4 separate regions of the Sus scrofa genome follow, and all the other regions are linked to region 1. A link is a contact called in public Hi-C data. All regions are on one chromosome and are shown on one strand. Each heading gives the region's core, a stretch centred on a gene start, on an enhancer-like site or on the middle of the called end of the contact. The rest is flanking DNA. Distances are from core to core; before and after follow the strand shown.

Region 1 (3,705 bases), core at 726-3,225:
GCTGGAAGTGAGGCCACAAGGGCTACACCGCGCGGGGGCGAGGGCAGGAAGGGACCGGCAGGGGGCGGAGGCTCCCTGGCCCAGGGCTCCGGCAAAAGCCGGGACACCCCCACCCCGAGGCGGCGGTGGACCCAGGCCTTACACCCGGCCCAGAGCGCGCCCCCGCACGCACCGAAATCTCCCGGGGAGCAGCGGGAAGCGGGCTCCCCACACCCTCCAGGAAGGACACACCCGCCTTCTCGGCTGCTCACGGGAAACGGGAAGGTGCCAATTTGGACGGCGTTCGAAGGCCAGAATTGTGCAGAGCCGCCTTCCACTGCGCATCAGGTTTAATTGGTTGAGCAAAGATCATCTATAATGACCTCCTGGCTCGGGCGGCTACTCTGGGGCCTTCAAGTTGCAAGTTTCAACCGGCCTTCCTGGGAGCCTCGCCCCACAATCCCCTCTGGGGTCTCACTTGTGTGCTCTTAGCAAAAAGGACTGGGACTGGGGCCTGCTGAGATCTAGCTACACAGTCTCAGCTCCCTAACACCCCACCCCAAAGACGTCCTGGGTTAATGCCGAGTTTCCAGCCAAGGCGCTGTAAATCCCTCTCCTCTCTCAAGAGAAATCAGGGTTCCGCTCGCGGGTGCGGACCCCAGGCCGGCCCGGCAGTCACTCACCGGCCAGGCGAAACTGAAAGGCAGCACGATGCGGTTGCGTTCGTTGCCGCGACTGGCCTTGAGGTTGAAGTTGTTGCCCCCGATGACAGGCGTGGACCCCGAGCCGAAGCTGCAGGGCCCCCCGGCCGTAACGCGCCACTGGTACTCCTTGAGGCACACTTTGAAGTACGTGTCACACTCGTCGCGGGAGCACTTGCGGTCCCCTGGGTTCCGGGCGCCGCCGCAGCAGTTCCCGTTCTGCAGCTCCCCATTCACGTTCTGCATGGACAGGATCTCCAACTCGAACTGACCGGAGGCCCAGCACACCTGCCGGCAGGGGAGGGAGGGAGGTCAGCACAGGGGAAAGTTGTTTTCTTCGAGGGTGGAAGTGGAGACTCCTTCCCCGCCCGCCCCGACGAGCCCTTGGCGCCAAGTGAAGATAATTTTGCAAAACTGGGTGCAAGGGCTTAACGTGATTCCCGGGCTTAGGAGGCTGGAGTGTGGGAGAAATCCGACACGACTGTTCCCGGGGAGCAAGCAAGCCCTGCCCAGCCTGGGGGTACATTTAGGAGCCCAGGGGCTCCTACAGCCCAGGTGCAGCCTCTCGGGCGTAGGGGCCCAGGCAGGAGCAGGAGCCCTGGGGCTCCCGAGGCTGCTACAGGCGCTCAATCGCAGGCGTCCAGGCGCCGCGAGGGAAACGAGAGGGCGGGCTGGGAGGGGGGCCGGGTAGACTCCTACCTTGGCTCGCAGGGCGCAGAGCAAGGCGAGCAGGAGGCTCAGGGGGCGCCCGGGCCGGCCGCGCGTCCGTGGGGACCGCATCGCTGCACCGCGCGCCGCGGGCACTCGGGACGCCGCCGCCGCCGCTGCTGCTCGCGCTGGTGCTGCCGCTGGTGTTGCCGCCGGTGCTGCCGTCGCCGCTGCCCCTGCGGCCGCCGCGTCCGGGCTCTAATATACTCCGCCGATTGGAGCATGCACGACTGGAAAACAACACCACTTTTCAAAAGCCCTTTCAAGAGCGGCCCGTTCCAGAAGGCAAAGAGCCCGGCCTCCTTTTATTATTCTGATCGCTTCTTTGAGGCGCTCCCCCTCCTCTTCCACCTCCCGGCTTTCTTTCCTTCTCTCGCGCTCCCCTTCTTTTATTATTATGATTATGCGCAGCCTTTTATTCCCTTTCAGATCAGCTGCTCAGAAAGGAGGGAGGGAGGGGAGGAAGGAAAAAAAATAAAAAAATAAAAACCCGAGCCCAGCTCGCGGCCCGGCCGCAGGTAACACAATGACGCGTGCCCGCCCGGCTCTCGGAGAGGGACTCAGAGAGCCCGTCTGGGAGCCGCGGCTGGGGCTGGCCACCTCTACCCAGCGCGCAGGACAGGCGCATGCGTGCTTATTAATATTCATGAGGGGCGTGACCACCAGCGACACGCCCCTTCCCTCCCAAAGGATGGGGAGGGGGAGTACTGGAAAGAACTTAGAAGGGGTTGAGGGTGGGAGACGCGCAGGGCCACGTAGACGTCTGAGGGCCCAGCGTAGACCCCTGCCCTCGGGTGTTTGGGTCCAGGCGGGAAGAAGGGCAGGAGGCTGGAAGGAACATGAAGGCTCCGTTGCTCAGGGACGCGCGGGGCCAGTTTGACGCCCAGGGCCCCCTGCGCGGACCGCCCCCTTGGGCACCTCGCGCCGAGCGCCTCTGGCCTCCTGTCGGAGCCCCAGGTGTAGGCGCCTCGGCACTGCCTGAGCGATCGGAGCGGGGCGGCTTCCGCCTTCCGTGCTGCCTGCGTCAGCCGCGGCTTTCGCCCCTGTAGGAGGGCCTGCCCTCCGGGAGCCCGGCCCGCTTCCCGCGAGCGAGTGAGCAAGCCGCCCAGAGCGCGCAGCTGGCGGCAGAAGCGGCGGCGGCGAGGCTGGCGCGCTGGCCGCCGTCTGCTTGCCGGGCAGAGGCGACCTGGGCAGGCGCTGCTGGGAACTTTGAAAAACTTTCCCGGAGCCGAGCTGGCCGCAGATTCGAGGGGAAGCCTCGGCCGCGCCCCACCCCCTCCCAAATCCGAGTCTGCGGAGCCTCAGAGGGCTCCCAGCTTCCTTTCCAAACCGCGCCGGGGCAGAGGAGGGGAAGCCAGACGAGGCCAGAGGGCAGCGGGCACGCGGGGGTCCTGCCCAGGCAGAGATGCTGATGGGCTAGGGCTCGCACCCTCCCGGTCCCGCCGCCCAGGCCGCAGTGCCTGAATTGCACCTGTAGGCGGCCTCCGAGCAGCTCTGGGTGGCCAGAGAGCTTGGAAGGGACTGTCTCACTGCCAGAGCCTGGCAGCAGAACTTAGCTTCTCTGGGGTGGCAGTGGAAACTGATGCTATTTTCTACCTTGAGGCGAGCCTCGCAATTAACAGCGACACTCTCGGTCATAACCAAGGTCAAAGGGAAACCTGCAGGTTGGCCGACGCCTCCACCAAGCCCTCTAGGCGGACCTACTGCTGTGTTTGAGGGAATCTCTTTAGAGAAAAAAAGGTTAATTTCCACTGAAAGGTGGACAAAGTTTTGGCCCCTCTGTTGGCTACGTCCTGCCGAAAAAAAGTGATTCTTCAGGGGCTGGATGATGGCTGGATGTGAAGCATGATGGGCTGCAGGGGTCAAGGGAAAGTATTTTCCAACATGCTGAGTTAGAGAATAAAAGGGTGGTTATTTACTTACTACATTTCATGGGTGGGTCAATATGGGCAGTATTTTCAGTACTAGATCTCATCCCACCAGGGAATAAAATAAGGCAGCTAACTGACCTCTGTGTTGCCTTGGTTCAAAGTCACCAAGGATGGCTTAGGAATCTTGGCATTTTAAGGATGCAAGAAATGCTCCTAAGAAAGGCACCTTCTCAATGTATCCCATCTTGATCATTGGTGAAAGAATTAGTCCATATTTGGGAAGGGACATATCCAAGAGCAGGATAAGTCTGCAGCTGCCATAAACAGACAATCTGGGTGTTTCCTCTTAACTGACCCCAGTCCCGGTCCCTCCCCCCATTTTCTTGAGTACTAGGCATCCAGTTGTCAAATATAATTTCACCTAGACTTCTCTCACCAACTCTCAA
Region 2 (3,705 bases), core at 902-3,401, 230 kb after region 1:
GGTTGCATTTTTTTTTTTTTTTTGTCTTTTTGCCATTTCTTGGGCTGCACCCGCGGCATATGGTGGTTCCCAGGCTAGGGGTCAAATCGGAGCTGTAGCCGCCGGCCTACACCAGAGCCACAGCAATGTGGGATCCGAGCTGTGTCTGTAACCTACACCACAGCTCACGGCAATGCTGGATCCTTAACCCACTGAGCAAGTCCAGGGATCGAACCCGCAACCTCATGGTTCCTAGTCGGACTCGTTAACCACTAAGCTATGACGGGAACTCCTCAATTTGGTTGCATCTTATTCCAAACCAATTAGAAATCTTTCAATCAAATGATTCAATGAATAGAGTGTCAAGAAAATTTCAGTGGTAGAAGCCAGGAAGACAGTACATAGTACCCCTTGAGGTAGAAGGCAGCATGTAATGATTCCAGCTGGTGGAATATAGGCAGAAGTGGTGTATTCCATACCCAGGACTGGCCCCTAAAATGTCTTGTGTCATACTCCAATATTCTCTCTTTCTTGTTCTGCTGGATGAAGGGGAATAATCCAACAGAAGACTTTGAAAGCTCTAAAAGATGGTGGAACTAATTGACAGGTAGACACAGGTTCCTAAATGAGTGGAGGCAAAGCTTCCCTGTGGACGTGCACTGAACTACGTAATAAGCAGTAAAGAACCATATTTTGTGTTAGGCCATTATAATGTGGGGGCTGTAGATTACCACTGTAGGATTGCTTACCTTCACTGATGTTCCATTCAACTTGCTTGCAGGAAAATGGACCATAGGACCAGTTTCTCTGGCCGATTGGCTCTCCTACTTAGCTCCTATGTGACATGTGGCACCTTGGTTTGAAAGATTTCCTAGGACTGAAAAATATGCTCAGCATAAAATCAATTGGCTATGAAAATAATTCATATCTTTAAGGTGTATATATGAGTAGATGTACATTTGTCCTTTGGGCTGATTTTGTATGGTCTTCATAATAAAAATACATTAAATAGGCAAGTAATATTAATAATACCCACCATATGTTGCTATGTAAAGCATATATAGATATGCAAAACACCATACTAGCTGCATGTGTAAATACAATCTTTATAGTAATACTTTAAGGTAGATCATTTGTTACCCCATTTTACAAATGGGGACACTGACGTTTAAAGAAGGTCACATATGTGGAAATGGTGGAGCAGGGATTTGCAGGCAGGTGTGCTCAATTCCAAACCCTGGGCTCTTGATCATTAGATAAACAGTAGTGGAGACACCCACTGTTAGTCCCTGGACCTCTTAACTCTCACTATGATTCATGATTCATGATGATGATGGTAATTGACATTTCTGCACACTCACCACTTACCAGACCATGCAATCTGTGCTTTACATATGATAGTTTATTAAGTCTTCACAACCATCATATGAGACTGACATCATTACTGTCTGTTATGTCTATACCTAGTGTATCTCATAGCCACAGTAGCACTCAATAAACAGAAGTCAATCTCTCTTCTTACAAGAGAGAAAACTGCAGGTCAGAGGGACTCTCAGCAGCCACAGCACCCATATTCTTTCAAATAAAGAGCCTTGGGCATCTTAAGTCTTTCTGCTTCAGTTTGTACAGGTTGCAACCCTCCTCTTCAAAGGAAAAAATGGGAAGAGAGGAGAGGAAAATTACATGGAACCCTGTGACCCTGTTAGTTAAAGCAAGCCCTGAATTAAGAGAGAGGGAACATTCACATTTCCTAAGTGGGATGATTTTATTATCCTAAGAAAAAGGGGTTTTGTCCCCATTCTGTCATCTCTAGCCTTACCCCGCCACTGTGCCCCACACAAGCACACATGTACCCCTTTGCATTCCTTTTGTAAATCAACAGAGAACACGATTCCACTGGAATTGAGGTGTTAGCGTTTGACTTCAAGAGACTGGTCATAGTGAGTCTTCACATAGACTCTGAGTCAGAAGGGAAAAAGCAGCAGACACAAGGATCAAGAGATTGTAGCTACACAGTCTGGCTGTGCCACCAAAAATGACGGGAAAAAAAAAAAAAAGAAAAAAGGGAAAAAAAAAAGAAGCAGAAAAACAAAACTGAGACAGAAGGTAGGAAGAGACACTGGGGCAGCTCCAGCTTTCAGCAAGCCGGCTCTGTTCCACTTCCTTTTGATTGTCCAGGAAAGCTAAGAAAAGTAAAAACAGGGCTGTGAGTGCGTGAAAGCGGCCCCGTGGAAATGTGTTAAACAATCGGCCTGTGGGTCAATTGTGAAGGGCGTTAATGTGCGAGACCCCGATAAAGAGATTTGCACGAATGGCCACAAAGCATTTCACATTTAAATACGGATCCCAGTTTGTTCTGCACAACAGTATAAATATAACTAAGGTGGGGTGGAGAATGAGATTTGGAAATCAGCCAATTTTAAGGAAGCCAACACAAACACTCCAAGGGAATGCAGGGTTTCGCTCAGGCTTTTGTGCTTCTTACTAGCTGTTGGCATTAGATCATGAAAACAGAAAAGGCCCCGAGACATAGTAGTTGCGATACTGTATGCCCGGGTGGTAATAACATATACTGTTTGTCTGTAAACAGCCTTCTTGTTATGTATGCTGCCTTTCCTGGAAGGTGATGGTCTTATTTGATTTTGTTTCATCCTGGCTGTGACAGCCTGGAGAAGTGTACAGCATTTCAGGTTTTCTGTCTCTTTTCAGTGGCTGTCACCTCATGAGATAGATCTGAGGGCAGAAGTCTCTAACCTGAAAGCTTTTTAAATTGAGGTTTTAATAGAAAGGCATATATTTTAGCCCCTTTAGCAAATTCAGATTGCATGAAAGAACATTTTATAATAGGCTAAGCAGGCCATATAAAATTAAGTAAAACTGGATCTGGTGCCTAAAAATATTTGGCAGAAATCCCTGGAAAGCCACATTTGAACATTTTTAATATATATTACGAGGCAGAAAAGAGTAATTATCTTCTATTGAAGTGCCCAAGTGAGAGAAATGTATTTGTAGAGCCCTTTCAAAGAAAACTGTCTGTGTTGCAGAATTGTTGTGCTTGAGATGATGACTGCCCTTTTTTGGTTTATGGCTAGAGAAGCAAGCACAACTCAGACATTACTCCACTATTTCGTGAGACTGCTACCTTGAGCAAGGTGTTTTGCCAAGGGCCTTGAAATATTTGGCTAATACGTTTCTAGAACAAAGACTCTTGAATCCTGTGGGTGTGATACCATGGAGGGTTTGGGAACAAAACTGCTTTGAGTGATCATCTCTCTAATTTATTTCTAACCTGGGCCCTTGTTTTGGAATAAATCACTCTTTCCTTCCTCTCCTCCTTTTTCCAGAGAGGGTCACCTTTCATTGGAAGCACTCATAAGTTTCCAGAGCATTGCCTTTCTGAGATTAGCCTCTGTTTTGGTTTAGATTGCTCAAATGCAGACCTTCAGAAAAGAATTTTGGTCTAAGTAGATTATTTGGGAGTGGATCCCAGAATATAAATTGAGGGAGTGGGGAACATGAGAGAGGAAAGGGAAGAAAGCTCCTAAAGGATTGTGAGGCACAGAACAGCTCCATAGGGCCCAATCCTGCTGGGAACCCTCTGCGTCACTGTGTGAAACACAACTGAAAATTGCCCCTTGGAGGGTGTAGCAGCTTGGGCATCTGTCCACCAAGTCTGTCTCCTCTCATGTGGAGGATTGCTCTTAAGTTGTTACCTTCCATCTGAGA
Region 3 (3,705 bases), core at 396-2,895, 230 kb before region 1:
AAAAGGACGAAAAAAAGAAAAAGAAAAAGGAAAAATACTTGGATAGAGCTAGCTTTCCAAAGTAACAGAAAACCAGATGAATACCAAATTATTTGCTACTTGCATCTCAGTTGTTTATTCTGAGACTTCTTTGAAATGGTATTAATTATCTGTGCAAACAAATTACTCTTATTGAAATGAAGGAAAGTCTTCTGACCTTCCTGCATAGAAGAGTGCTTTAAACAAAACAAAGCAAAACAAACTGCTGTGACCCTGGCCATGAACCCTTTCTTCTAACTGCCTTCTAGGCCAGAGTTGCAGGAAATGGCAGTGGTATATGAGAGGAGAATGTCCTTGGGACCACAGCTTTCAGGGTCTCTTGACTTCTGTGCCACTACAGCTCAGGGCAAGAAGCTGTGTCCTATAGTCTAGTGACTACATGCTCAGTCGACAGTAGCAGTGGCAGTGGACACACATCTCCCAGGGGCTCTTCAGTGATCTTAATTCTAGCTCTGCACCCACCATAGTATTTTAGAACCTTCATAATTGTATGTAAATTCTTTAGGGACCAGGGGTCAGCAAATTACGTCTCACAGATGAGCTGCTTGTTTTTGTAAAGAAAGTTTTATTGGAACACAGACGCTCCCATTTGTTTACATATTGTCTCTGGGTGCTGTTGTGCTACAGTGTCAGAGCTGAATAGTTGCAACAAAGACCTTGTCCATTCATCTGTTAATGGGCATTTAGGTTGTTTCCAAATATGCCTACAAAGTCTGAAATATTTACATATATACATATGCATGTGTATATATTATATATGCAGCTGATTTAGGTATATAAATACCTCTCTTAAAGCACATCTCAGTTCCTACTGGCCATGCTTCCAGTTTTCAGCAGGCACACATGGGCAGTAGCAACTGAGTTGGATAGCATAGGTCTAACAGTGTATCCTTCTGTGCTCCTGCCTCCTTGGAGTTTGTAAGCTTTAGATGAAATTACCTTAGGTTAAATTGACTGCAAGGGCTGGGCAGATTAGCAAGATCAAGGCTTCCTTTGCAAGTGGAAGCAAGAAATAGACGTGGACATATAATGTATTAATCATGGACTCTTATCTATTAAAACACAGTGCTTAGTAAAAAGAAAATACATTTGAATAATAAATTATTGTTAAAAGTGTCAAATTAATATGCATGATATCTACCTGCCAAAAGTTTATGGGTCCATCGCCTGCTTTACAGGTATTCTAAAAACTAGGGCATGTTGCCAGGTCTCAAAGCCATTCAATTATAATTACATCTTATGATTATAAATGTTCAACTTGGGCTCCGGCAAAGCAGTACTGTGAATGGTTCCTACTTCATTGTCTGTCTCTGTCTCTGTAAATCATTTCCTCTGCTTCCTGCATCTGTTTTCTTGGGATTAGTTAGGTATTACACTAAAGTCTAGAATTCTTGGGGCTACCAGACTTGCTCTACTGCTTCCTCTCCTGGCCCCCCCTCCCCCAGCCCACTTTATTGTGGGTGGGAAAATTTTTGTTGGGAGGGCTTGATTAATTAGAAAGGATTCCTGGCTTCCCTAGCAGTGGCAGCCTGGGAAGATTGCAGCGCCTGGCTTAGTGACAGGCCAGTCTGTATTTAAGGAAAAAGTCGGACTGCCAGATTTCCCTGGAATGTGGATCTGGCTTTGTCTTCTTCCACTGGGAGTGTGTAATGACCTCCTCCTTCCCACTCACTCCAGGAGACCCAAAGCTTTCCCTTGTGCTGTTGATGGTTGTCCACTTTTTATTCCAGCAGTTCACCGGACTCTGGGGGAGGAAGACTGAGTTATTTTCTAAATCTCAAGTAACAGATTGAAGATTTTATTAGTGTTAACAAGGAGAGGAGAGATTTTTACATTAAAAAAAAAAAATCGTCTCTACTATCTCTGTTTTTCTTTCCACTCCTTTGTAGCAATTATAGTTTTATGTTCTTCTCTGAAGTTCAGTTAACCTTAGCCTCTGCATTCCTTAGAACAACCACAAAAAGAGAAATATGCCCAAGAATTGACAGTAATTTCCCCTTCATAGTCAAAGTAAAAGTGAAGAGCAACTCTTTGAACTTCCAGAGAAAGAAAGTTAAATAGCAAATGGCTTTTTGTCTTGCTAGTTTGCCTCAGTGAATACCTTCAATTCTGTGTCCTAGGTTTTTCTGTTACCTAAAGGAGAATGTGGTACTTTGTCCTCAGTACTCATTTGGAAATAGATGCATTGGCAAATGTGTATGGAAAAAAAGATTTATGCAACTACTTTGCTTATCAGTGAGTTCTAGTTAATGACTCTCTACTAAATTTTAAGAAAAAATGAAACTGAAGTATCCTAACAAAATAGATCGCAAAAGTTTTGAATGACAACATCCTTTACAAGAAATAAATCTTAAGGAAAAGTGTGCAACCTTTATCCTTGAGAATATTTTTACAAAGGCACTTGTCTTTATGTGACTTTTCAAGGTAAAAGACGTACGTCTGTATTTCTTCTGCTGGTGCTTGACCCTTCATCTTCCAGTTCCTTTTAAATTCTATTTGTTGGGTGAGCCTGAAGTTTGGAAGACATACAGGATCCCTCTGAGTTTGCCTAGGGATGGATGACACTCCAGTTAAAGTCACTGCTGTCCTTCTTCCACTGCATGTTTTCTCTTCTGTTATATTGCTTATGCTGGGAGCTATTCAACTAAATGTGTGCTGAGTACTTGATAGAATTGGAAAAAAATTATAAAAAGTTTATCAACAGTTTCCCAATTAATTCTGCCTCAGGCTTAAAGCTTTCAGGGACCTTCTCACTCTAGTTGAGAGTGCTTGTTCTGAGTGTTGATGACTTTGAAACAAAGTTCTTGTTGGACCTAAAACTTCCTTTTCCAAGTGTTTTCTCCACCTTTCTGGCCAGACACTCAATTTTCTGGGCTGTGTTTCCACAATCCTTTCCCATGTGTATCAGCTCATCTGTTCATTTTGGGGATGATTAGGAAGTGTTTAAGTACAGCCCTGGCTTCTCCTCACCCTCTTTTCAGTTAAAACTTTCCACCTGCCTCCATGAAGTCTCTGCTTAAAATGATCCCCAGAACTCCACATTAAGTATTCAGTTTATCTGGAGTTCCCTTTGTGGCTCAGCAGGTTAAGGACCTGACATTGTCTCTGAGGATGAGGGTTCGCTCAGTGGGTTAAAGGATCTGGTGTTGCTGCAAGCTGCGACCTGGGTCTCAGATGCAGCTCGGCTCCATTGCTGCTGTGGCTGTGGCGTAGGCCGGCAGCTGCAGCTGTGGTTTGACCTCTAGCTCCGGAACTTCCATATGCTGCAGTACAGCAATGAAAAAAAAAAAATTCAGTTTATCACATTTTCTTCTAAAGCGGTTTTTGCTTTGAATGTCCCTGACATTACCCTCACACGTCCTGGGCTTGCCCGTGATGCTGTCCCTATCCTTCGTTCACAGTCATCTGTATAATGCATCCATCCTCAGTGGACTCGAATCTTCTCTTTCCTTTTCTTATAAATTCAGCCTTTATGGCATTCCTGTTGTGGGTCAGTGGTTAACAAACCTGACTAGGAACCATGAGGTTGCAGGTTCAATCCCTGGCCTCGCTCAGTGGGTTAAAGATCTGGCATTACCGTGAGCTGTGGTGTTAGTTGCAGACGTGGCTCCGATCCTGTGTTGCTGTGGCGTAGGCTGGTGGCTACAGCTCTGATTCGACCCCTAG
Region 4 (3,705 bases), core at 654-3,153, 140 kb before region 1:
TGCCTCATCTGCTGACCAGGCCTGTTTCTGCCTTACCAGAGCACTCCCTGCTATTTGGGCCTCTTTCCCTGTGTGGGTGCGTTTTTCTTTCTCCATCACTAGCTACCCTTGCTTCCTGGGGATGCAGGTGAGACCTCATGCCCTCCTCCCTGGCCTCCCTCAGGCAGAGTTGTCCTTCAGCTACATCTGGTCCTGGGCATGCACGATGCACAGCCTCCAGCTGTGCTGACCTCCCTCTTTCAGGGTCTGGCCCAGGGTACACGTGAAACTCAGCAGGGAATGAATACGTACACGAATGAATGAATACATGAATGAATGAATACACGAATGAATGAATACATGAATGAATGAATACACGAATGAATACATGAATGAATGAATACATGAATGAATACATGAATGAATGAATGAATGTGAGGAAGCTCTGAACCTACCTGAGATATCTACATGGATGAGAAGTGTTAGCATTTTCACCTCCATTTTATACTTCATGTAAAATTAGAACAAGACACAGAGTTCCCATTGTGACTCAGCAGGTTAAGAACCTGACATAGTGTCCCTGAGGATGCAAGTTTGATCCCTGGCCTCGCTCAGTGGGTTAAGGAGCCAGCATTGCCTCAAGCTTCGGTGTAGGTAGCAGATGAGGCTCAGATCCTGTATTGCTGTGGCTGTGGCATAGGCCAGCAGCTGCATCTCCATTTCAAGCCCCTAGCCTGGGAACTTCCATGTGCCACAGGTGTGGCCCTAAAAAGACAAAAAAAAAAAAAAAAAAAAAAAAATTAGACAAGATATCCCACTGCTGAAGACTTGGTAATAGTTAAGTTTCGGCTTTGGAATTCTTTGGAAAGAGATAGGAAAAAATCACCAACTTGCTCAGTTGGCAGTGAGCTTGGGGTGAGGTAATCCTAGGATCCTTGAATTTGCTTTTTCCAAAATATGGAAAATGAGTGGTTGTCACTGGTGATGACATAGTTGTCGCCACTCCAGAATAAGGAGGGAGACAGTAGTTCTGTGACACATCAGTGTCCTGGGCTCACTCAGAATGACCTTGTCCCCAGAGCAGGCTTGGAGCCCCCAGTTTGCAGACAAGGCCTAGGTGTCCTGCCACTTGTTCGTTCCTGCCTTCCTTCCCTTCACCAATGGGCATTTACTGTGAGCCAGCTCTGCTCTGATTCCAAGGGTACAGGGGGACCGGTGTAGACCCTGTACCCAGGAGCTGACAGTATAACAGGGAACGCCCCTATGGAGCAGCCGCTCAGTGCAGGAATGACCACAGAATCATCTGTGCTGACCTGGAGGAGGGAGTGACAGACTGTTCAGAAAAGCTCCACAGAAATGGCCACGCCTCCACTAGGGTTCGAGGATCCGTGGGAGCCTTCTGAGCACAGAAGCATCCAGGTGCTTTGAAAGCACAGGGCAAAGAGCATGTGGGGGAGGGTGCTGGAAGCAGAGGAGGGCCTTGTCAGGGGCTTGAGGTCTGGGCATTCCATCTGTGTGGCAGACGTGGCTCTCATGGAGGCCTGAAGAACTCATCTAGGGCTCAGAGAAGTGGCTCTGATGTTCCAAGTGGGAGATGACGTGAGCTAGGGAACCAGAGAGGAGGCGTGTGCTTTGCTCTTGAAGAAGTGAAATCGACCAGGCGTGGTGACCGATGGTGGTGCGGGGGGGGGAGGGGGGGAGGGAGGAGTTGGGGTGACTCCCAGGTTTTTGACCGAAACCTCTGGGTGTAGCCAGGGGAGGAAGCTGGGATGGGCCCCAGCCCAGGGCATGGGATGCAGAGCTGTCTCTAGTAGCCCCTGGGCTGTGAGAGAGGTAACCTGGCCTGTGTGAAAGGAGCAGCTCAGGCCTGAGAACCCAGTGATGCTCACTCTGCTGTGCTGCTTTGCTTGGAAGAGCTGGAGAGTTGCTCTGGGAGAGAAATAGCCTAATTAAGGGGGAGTGGGAGGCGGGGCATGCTGCTGGCAGCAGTCAGAGGTGGTTTTCTTTCTTTCTTTCTTTTTTTTTTTTCCCACTTCTGTTTACTCATGGGAGAAAAGAAGCAAAGCTTTGAGGCAGGGAACTTTAGACAGGCAAAATACCTCTGATTAGTGTGGGAGTTGGAGAGAACTCTTGCTGGAGAACTCAGAAGGCTGGCTGCAGAGGGAGAGCCCCGGCATGGGGGAAGGGGCTCGGGGAGTCTGGCAGGAAGCCCAGGAAAGTCTGAGCACCAGAGTAAGATTCAGTGATTTATTAAAAAAAAAACAAAAACAACAACAAAAAATTTTAATAAGTCTGCTTGGAACCAACCAGACTACTTTGGGATCAAAATTACAAGCAATGAAAAAATGTCAAATTGGACCTTACTATTCAATTTTTTTTAGAAAGTTACTATTACGTAGTTCCAGTTCAAGTTGTTCAAACATCAATTTTTTTTTAATTTAAAAATATTATCATTGCTGATGATGAAGGGGGGAAACCCAGCAGAACATGTGTGAGGCATGTCTCCCCTCTTTAGAGGGGCTTTTGTTCCAGGATACCTGCAATCTCAACAGGCTTATGATAGAATTCAGAGGGTTGGTGAACTTGCATGGGAAAAAAGTTACATCTTTATTTTGATCAAGTTCTAATTATTTTTTTAACTTTTAAAAAATTAGGGGAGTTCACATTGTGGCACAGCAGAAAGTAATCTGACTAAGAACCATGGGGTTGTGGGTTCCATCCCTGGCCTCACTCAGTGGGTTAAGGATCCGGTGTTGCCCATGAGCTGTGATGTAGTTCACAGGTGCAGCTCGGATCTGGTGTTGCTGTGGCTGTGTCATGGGCTGGCAGCTGTAGCTCCGATTTGACCCCTAGCCTGGGAACCTCCATATGCTGCAGGTGTGGCCCTAAAAAGAAAAAAAAAAAATTAGGGCCACACTGGCGGCATATGAAAGTTCCTATGCTAGGGATCAAATCGGAGCTGTAGCCACTGGTCTATACCACAGCCACAGCAAAGCCAGATCCAAGCTGTATCTGTAGCCACTGGTCTATACCACAGCCACAGCAAAGCCAGATCCAAGCCGTATCTGTAGCCACTGGTCTATACCACAGCCACAGCAAAGCCAGATCCAAGCCGTATCTGCAAACTACACCAGAGCTTAGGGCAATGCTGGATCCTTAACCTGCAGAGCTAGGCAAGGGATCGAACGGGCATCCTCACACATACTAGTCAGGTTCTTAACCCCCTAGGCCACAATAGAAACTCCTAAATTTTGTTTTTATTATGAATGAAAAATGCAGAACACAATAAATTAGCAATATTTGTTACCATTAGAAATCACAACTCTTTTCATATAGTGTGATAGATATCTGAAAATGTAATTTATGCTTATCACTACTTTGGATTTATCGTAGTTTTTAGATTCACCACTATCTGAAGAGAGCCAGTGCTTTATTGAACAAGTCCATTCATTACTATGTGACAGATTTTTTTTAAAAATATGGATACCCATACTTCAGCATAATTGGTTTTCCTTTCGAATCCTATGCACTGTGTTTCCATGCATTTAAAAACATTATTACGAGCAGGTTTCATCAGCTTCACAACTGACCGAAGAGGTCCGTGGCACACGAGAGGTTAATAACCCCTGGCTAAGATCCTGTAGCTGTGGCATAAGACCTCCACCTGGTGGCAGCATACTCCTTAAAGGTTAACTCTATAATCAACATTTGTGAAGAAACTTAGAA

Evidence for each region. A called contact is a pair of places that touch in the nucleus more often than the background predicts.
Region 2: a contact with region 1 is called in a Hi-C map of subcutaneous adipose tissue, with 2.0 times the contacts expected there. The contact joins the enhancer-like site here to the promoter of JAG1 in region 1. A contact is called at or near these places in 5 of 47 Hi-C or Micro-C datasets (embryonic fibroblasts, fetal heart ventricle, mesenteric adipose tissue and 2 more) and 1 of 2 datasets of contacts at active chromatin or transcription factors (skeletal muscle).
Region 3: a contact with region 1 is called in a Hi-C map of skeletal muscle, with 8 times the contacts expected there. The contact joins the enhancer-like site here to the promoter of JAG1 in region 1. A contact is called at or near these places in 18 of 47 Hi-C or Micro-C datasets (adipose tissue, alveolar macrophages, brain and 13 more) and 2 of 2 datasets of contacts at active chromatin or transcription factors (alveolar macrophages and skeletal muscle).
Region 4: a contact with region 1 is called in a Hi-C map of skeletal muscle, with 4 times the contacts expected there. The contact joins the enhancer-like site here to the promoter of JAG1 in region 1. A contact is called at or near these places in 1 of 5 promoter capture datasets (liver) and 8 of 47 Hi-C or Micro-C datasets (adipocytes, brain, embryonic fibroblasts and 3 more).

The regions. Positions count from the first base shown.
Region 1 is chr17:19,627,684-19,631,388 of Sscrofa11.1, forward strand. It overlaps JAG1 (protein jagged-1), which reads right to left and starts at 1,976. Exons shown (of 26, transcript XM_005672699.3): 1 at 1,380-1,976; 2 at 663-968. The coding sequence starts at 1,460.
Region 2 is chr17:19,861,965-19,865,669 of Sscrofa11.1, forward strand. The region is part of intron 1 of LOC106506610 (a long non-coding RNA gene); the gene reads left to right. Among named protein-coding and RNA genes, the nearest start is that of JAG1, 230 kb to the left of the region's middle. Within about 2 kb of position 2,152, at least 17 of the 83 cell types and tissues checked have an H3K27ac peak or open chromatin away from gene starts, as enhancers often do. A contact at or near this core is called in mesenteric adipose tissue and subcutaneous adipose tissue, where this site is marked.
Region 3 is chr17:19,399,411-19,403,115 of Sscrofa11.1, forward strand. The region is part of intron 2 of SLX4IP (protein SLX4IP); the gene reads left to right. Among named protein-coding and RNA genes, the nearest start is that of SLX4IP, 38 kb to the left of the region's middle. Within about 2 kb of position 1,646, at least 20 of the 83 cell types and tissues checked have an H3K27ac peak or open chromatin away from gene starts, as enhancers often do. A contact at or near this core is called in adipose tissue, liver, retroperitoneal adipose tissue and 1 more, where this site is marked.
Region 4 is chr17:19,492,223-19,495,927 of Sscrofa11.1, forward strand. All of the region lies in intron 2 of SLX4IP (protein SLX4IP), which reads left to right. Among named protein-coding and RNA genes, the nearest start is that of SLX4IP, 130 kb to the left of the region's middle. Within about 2 kb of position 1,904, at least 27 of the 83 cell types and tissues checked have an H3K27ac peak or open chromatin away from gene starts, as enhancers often do. A contact at or near this core is called in skeletal muscle, where this site is marked.